Linked DNA regions of Drosophila melanogaster: region 1 is linked to region 2. Evidence: chromatin contacts called from public Hi-C data. All regions are on one chromosome and are shown on one strand. The core of a region is the stretch at or near the end of the contact, and the rest is flanking DNA. Distances in the headings are between cores, read along the strand shown. Region 1 holds the start of cu (curled). Region 2 holds the start of Ugt302E1 (UDP-glycosyltransferase family 302 member E1).

Region 1 (3,358 bases), core at 29-2,528, 43 kb after region 2:
AATCGGCCCGCCGGAAAGGCTATCGGAGTTGCGAGAGCGAAGCAGAAAAACGGTACGCCTTATGAACATATAGTATAATCAAGTGGTCTAGATAAGCCCATTGTTATTGTTTATGCCAAGGTTTGCCAACACCAGCTAGATTGGGCCTTCTAAGCTGAAACATATTCAATTTAAGTTTTTTAATTGGAAATGCCAGTTTCTTTAGCAATGAATTAGGAAATAAAACTCTAGCATATGAACCATTTTTATAAATTAAACGTTTCGATTTCAGTTTGAAATGAGAATGTGTTATTTAAGCAGACAATTTAAACGAATCACCATGAGCCTACAAAAAGTTAATGCAAACTGTTAGTGCTTTAATTTAGATACAATGTATGAGATAATCTAAGTACTTAACGTGATATAAGCAAAATTGTTGAAAATTTTCCACTTTCAGGCTGATGACAGAGCGTTTAAACGAACCCATCAACATCTCCATTCGCATGGGACCTGCCTATGACTATAGGCCATCGAATTTCTGATCGTTCGGGATTATTATATAAGGATAAAGTTCTTCGAATTTCTTAGCTCTGCTAACTGCTAACTTAGCTTAAGATGTAATGTTACTGCTAAGTTGCCAATGTAAACTGTTATTAAAAGTTTTTACGCAGCCTTACACGAATGTCGTAAGCTCTGCGACAGCTGATGAAATCAAAGAGCTTTACAAGCAACGAAAGCTCTGGTTCGCTCTTAACGACACACATGAGTTCTCTTAAGCTCTGCTCTTACTACGCCCACTCAAAAGTTTATTGCCACAACAAGTGGACGTGACTTTGTGCATCACAAACAGAGTATATTAGCTTTTTTAAAAAGTATAAGTTACATGTAATTATAAAAATTGGTTTTGCTAAGCACTACAAACTTACCGCATTAATTTTTGCATATAATGCATATAATAAAAAAAAAAACAAAATAAACATTTTAAAACACAAATATATGTTATGTTTGATTCTATTATATTTGAACAGATTTTTATGCACATATTTTTTATTTTAAATTAGGTCTTTATTTTAGTGTTAGAAAAGGGCATACGGTCGTCGGTGCAGGATTGCAAACAACTCTCATTTCAGTTGGCTTTTACTTTCTTCCGCCGTCCACCAATACTAATACTAATTCGCGCCAACTGCAATCTCGCTCTCTCTCTTACCTTCCCAATTTCTCTTCTCCTACGTCACAGAAAGCGTTATCTTCCAAGTTTTTTTTCGTGGTGCCCGCTTAGTGTGGAAAACGTGTTCGACGCGGAAATGACATTGATAGTGAAATTTTAACCAAATTTTCGGCATCTGTTTTTTTTCCAAATTTTCGACAAACCAACCAAACCATTTACGAAAGTCTCAAAATTCGATTTGATGAAAGTGAACTTTGATTTACGGCACGTACAAAATAGTTTTCATCAAGTTAAATTAATTTAAACAAACGGCTGAGTGCAAAATGAAGCTAATTTCCACAGTTGTTTACCTGCTGGTGGCATTCTACAAATTCGCCAAGAAACTCTTGTAAGTGGCCCCAATTACCTAATATTAGTTTTAGACTTTTGATTTTTGGGTGTGCCGGGCCTTGCCATTTTTTGCCCTTTTTCCTCCCTCGAAAATCTTGAAGATTATTGATATAACAACAGGGAAAATATTTCGTTGTTTGTTGCTGCTTTTCATAAACTAAGTTTCCTTTGTAAAGCTTTTGCGTCTGACTCTTTGTTTGCTGTTTTCCTTCAGTTTCTTCTTTATTGTTTATGTGGTTTGTTTTCGGACCTGCAGTTTATTACACAAAAATACAAATTTTGCTCCAATCTGCTGACTAGTGCGAGCGGGAACGAGACAGCCGCTCTTTGTGTGCTCTTCTTGCTCGCTCTCTCAAACCCCACCACACCTCCCCACACCACAAAAATACCCCAAAGAAGCGCCACGTTTTTGTTTGGGTTTGAGGTCGCTAGGAAATTTGATGTGCTTTGTTCCATGTGGAGATTGTAATTCACCCAAGTGCCTGTGTGTGTATGTATGACTTTAGTTGGCAAAGAAATGGGTTTTTAATTACTATAACTGTCCTTTTGTGTGGGTGTTTTTTGGTGAGCTCTTCAGCTGAAAAGGGCGTTGTACACATTTGTAATTCACAACGAGCACATAAGATCTTTTCTGATTAAAGTGAACATCCCTTGTTGCAGGAAACCGTAATTTCATTACAATTGACCGCAATATCCCGTCTACGAAATATTCCACTTGTTGAGCGCATTCGTTACTGACTGGGAAATTTTGTGAAAGCAAATTATAGGTCCTTTTCAGTTGTTACAAGTATCAATTATATATCGATTTGCCTGTGCTTATTTGTAAGTTAACATTATTTCAATCGATCAATAAACTCATTTATTAACCAATCAGCTTTAATGTTCAAACAAGAGGTATTATCTGCCATTTGATCTATCTCCTCGAATGTATGAAATGAGATAAGTTTATTGGGCACTAACTATCTTATCTTTTTATCCATAATTATCATATGTATGAATGTAATAATGTATATACCTTGTATCGGACTAATAACTAACGAAAACCCGACACAGCTGGTATGACTCAGTAATAGATTTTATACTTACTGATGTTCATATAATTCGTTAAAAACTTGAGATAAGATTATTTACTGTGAATTATAGAAAACAGTTCAAATTCCAAAATATTTACTAAGTATTAGGTATTTATGATTTGCATTCGTAAATAGGTGGTATGCATTCAAATAATGTGAACGGCACGCGTTTGTCAATTCCATTGGCCAATTGATAAGGTGCGAATATAAGACCACCAGATGCATGCATGACAACAAACAAACCTCCTTTATTAGAATCACATAGTATAGAAGATAAACTAAAAAGTGAACTTTATACCGAAGGCCGCGGTTGGTCCACTGAAAATCCTTATCTAATCTCAGCGGCTAGACCACTGGCTGCGCGTAATAAAGTGCTAAATACACTCATACACTCCATATATGATGGAACTAAATAGTTGTATTCCCCACCTAATCAGCGAACGGACTCACACTCACCAGTGACCTTGACAGGCCAACTGGGAGCGTAGGATTTGCGAGAACTACGCAAAAGCAACCGCCCCAAACTAAATGAAACCAACAAGATCCGGGCTACGTCACTTTTGGTTGCATTCCCCGTTCTAATCGATAGGTTGTAAATCACATTCGGTTTGAAAGTTTTATAACTGACCCGCACGAGGGAATTATGCTCGGCGAAAAATTTTCAAGTGGTTCGCTACCTTATACAATAAATATGTCCGATAAGATATGCCCACGAAAGCAGACACCAGACCAGACACGATCCTCATGT
Region 2 (3,270 bases), core at 557-3,056:
AGGCATTTCGGCGCATCTTATAGAAACACCTCTTGTTGCCCGGAAAGAACTCCTTGTATAACTTCTCCTGAGTCGGTAAGAAATAGTAGTCCAGTAGAACTCTTTCATAGCCAAGAAAAGCCACGTTCAAAAGGCGTTCGTACAGCGACATGTGATCGTTAAAGGGTAGCATTATGTGGGGCACGAACGAAGCTGGAGCGGGGGAACCAACCTGAAAAAGTTAAAATATATTTAGTATTTCAAATAATCCTTAAATAATATTATAAACTAAAGATCATCATTTCACCAAATGTGAAATACGACTGACTTCAACATAATGCTTTTCTTTCGTTTATGAAATTTGAACTTTCATTCATATGATATAGAAGATTCCTTTTTTGTTCGTTAGAACAAATCTGTTTATCCTTTACTTACCATATCTGTGATAAATGTCAGACCTCCACCGGTGGCCAATCCAATCAGTGGAGCATTAAAATGCTCTGCCAAGCCATAGTGGGCATCATTGTAGAAAGTCTCACATATGATCGCATCAAAGCTTTGGTTGCTCTTCAGAAAATCCTGGAAATTGGAGTCCTCGAAAAGGCCTCTGGTGATGCGAAATCCCATTTGATAATGATCGATGAGATTCTGAGTATATGTCTTTTGGATAGATGCCCACAAGGCTCCAATGTCTCCTAAGGAAATAACCGGTTTTTAAAAAAAGTATACTAAAACAACTATACATAATAAAAGTACTTACCTCCCATGACTTCGATCACATTTGGCACACTTACATCAGTATAACCAGGAATGGGTTTTTTCTGAGGAAAGACGGACACTACGGTGATTGTATGCCCAGCCTTGACCAATCCCTTGGCCAAAGCGTGTCCCACATTAAAGTGGGAACGACCGGCGGAATTCAGAACCATCAGGTAATTGTATCCACTTGAGTATCCCAAGCTGCACAATAGTCCCAAGATCAAGGTGAACGTACGCATGGTGATGAAAATCAACCGGCGAACCAATAACCAAACCGAACTGAGCGCGTTTCTGCAACACACTGATAATGCCTACTATGCTCAACATGGATCTGAGTATATATACAATCATTGTGAAATTAAACTTTTGTAAATTCAACGAGAGACCCAGCATGGAATTCGCAGGAATCAAAAGGTAAGCACACAATTTTGATTGTGGAAAATCGTGCTCGTCAAGTCGACTGTTGAATGACCTATATTTATCTATATCAATATATTTTAAGTTGGCTAATACATTTATAATACATTATATACTTAATTAAATTATTAGTTCATATACAATTGTATTACTTTACAATTATTACTCACTTTTAAAGAGTAGTGCGAAGGGGTGGAAATGCGCTGATCAATCAGCATTAAGTTCTCATGTTTTTGCAAATTCTCAAGAGAACTCAAGCAAACAAAAAAGTTTTTCGCTCAATAAAAATCTTTCAGTTAAGAGTAATTTATAATCAAAGAGAGAAGAACGAATGCTATAAGAGAGAAACTTTAACTCAACTAAACAAACATCGATAGAAAATAAAACAACTTTTTAATAAATTAGTTATTATTTAAGCAACGAGGTTATAAATATATCACTTTAACTATTAAAAATAAAATTTATTAAAACCATATTATTATATATTAACTATACCATGTATCATTTTCTCAATGAATATACAGACACACAAAGTTGTAAAAGAATATTCTTTGTGGGGCAGCCGCCACTTCAAACGTTTCACTAATCTACTGACAAAGTTTCTTATCAAATACTATAACTACTAGAAATTAAGTAAACCTGCTTCAGTCTGTTTTTTAACCTTCAAAGACGCTGTCGCAATGCGTTGGCTCCTAAATTCGTGGCTTTTGCTAATCTTAGCCCTTTTTGGCCAATCATGGGGCTATTCCTACCTGATGATCAGCCATACTGCATCGAAATCGCACTACGCCGTCTGCTTTGCATTGGCCAAAGGATTAGCCGCCGCCGGTCATGAAGTCACTTTGGTATCGCCATTTCCCCAAAGGAAGCCCATTAAGAACATAATTGATGTGGAAACGCCGAATATTATCACCGTGATGGGCGGTGAGTACTATCATATTATCGCTAATCAAAAAACTACAACCATTTGGCACGTATTGCTTATCGCTTGAAATAAGCGTTGTCATATCTGATAAGGAACACGTGAAAGTTGCCCAAATCTCAGGGGGTCAACAACAAATTGGTTATACCGGCTATTTTCGGGTATAAAAATCATCGAAAAAAAACATTAAGCATATTTATAGAACTTTAACTTAAGCGACCATAAAAACTAAGCTATTTTGGTGCTAGGAACTGGTTATATATTTGTTATTTAAATGCATTCTTTTCTCCCGTAGTTTACAAAGCGCGAATTCTGGAGAATGCCAAAAAGCCGGTTCTATTGCGATATCCAAGAATCAGTTTAATGGGCTTGGATATAACAGAAAGTCTTTTAAAGGAGCCGAAAGTACAGGAGCTATTAAAACAAAACCGCACATTCGATGGAGTAATCTGTGAGACTTTCATGAATGACGCCCACTACGGTTTTGCAGAACATTTCGGAGCTCCACTGATCACTCTGAGCAGCTTGGGTGCCACTGGTTGGACCTCTGATCTGGTGGGCACACCCTCGCCACCATCGTATGTGCCACACTCATTGCTGCGGTTCGGGGATCGCATGAATTTCTGGGAAAGGGCTCAGAATTTGGGATTCCAGATATACGAATTTGCCTATGAGAATTTGATTAATCTACCAAGACATGAAGCACTGTACCGAAAGTATTTCCCTAACAACAAACAGGACTTTTATAGGATGCGCAAGGATACGTCATTGGTGCTACTTAACAATCATGTATCGATCAGCAATCCACGGCCCTATTCGCCAAACATGATCGAAGTGGGCGGAATGCACGTGAATCGAAAGGCACCAAAGCCACTGCCCCAAAATATTCGCAAATTCATCGAAGAAGCCGAGCATGGGGTTATCTATTTTTCATTGGGCTCCAATCTGAACAGCAAAGATTTACCGGAGAACAAGCGAAAGGCCATTGTGGAGACGCTAAGGGGACTCAAGTACCGAGTTATTTGGAAGTACGAGGAGGAAACCTTTGTCGACAAACCGGATAATGTTCTCATATCGAACTGGTTACCGCAGGACGATATCCTGGCACACGAAAAAGTGATTGCCTTTATAACCCATGGAGGACTTTTGAGCACAATGGAATCGATTTACCATGGCAAGCCCGTCGTGGGTAT

Evidence for each region. Hi-C and Micro-C count contacts between places; a contact is called where the count stands out from the background.
Region 1: a Hi-C map of the Kc167 cell line shows a contact between it and region 2, with 5 times the contacts expected there. The contact joins the promoter of cu here to the promoter of Ugt302E1 in region 2. A contact is called at or near these places in 34 of 107 Hi-C or Micro-C datasets (the Clone 8 cell line, the D17-c3 cell line, the Kc167 cell line and 10 more) and 5 of 6 datasets of contacts at active chromatin or transcription factors (the Kc167 cell line and the S2 cell line).

What each region holds. Positions count from the first base shown.
Region 1 is chr3R:11,196,314-11,199,671 of dm6, forward strand. It overlaps cu (curled), which reads left to right and starts at 1,279. Exons shown (of 6, transcript NM_169375.2): 1 at 1,279-1,535. The coding sequence starts at 1,471. CG18577 reads left to right here. Exons shown (of 2, transcript NM_141787.4): 1 at 1-52; 2 at 437-972. The coding sequence ends at 521.
Region 2 is chr3R:11,152,820-11,156,089 of dm6, forward strand. Ugt302E1 (UDP-glycosyltransferase family 302 member E1) reads left to right here and starts at 1,807. Exons shown (of 2, transcript NM_144368.3): 1 at 1,807-2,079; 2 at 2,373-3,270. The coding sequence starts at 1,836. It overlaps Ugt302K1 (UDP-glycosyltransferase family 302 member K1), which reads right to left and starts at 1,030. Exons shown (of 3, transcript NM_001300352.1): 1 at 740-1,030; 2 at 415-674; 3 at 1-211. The coding sequence starts at 977.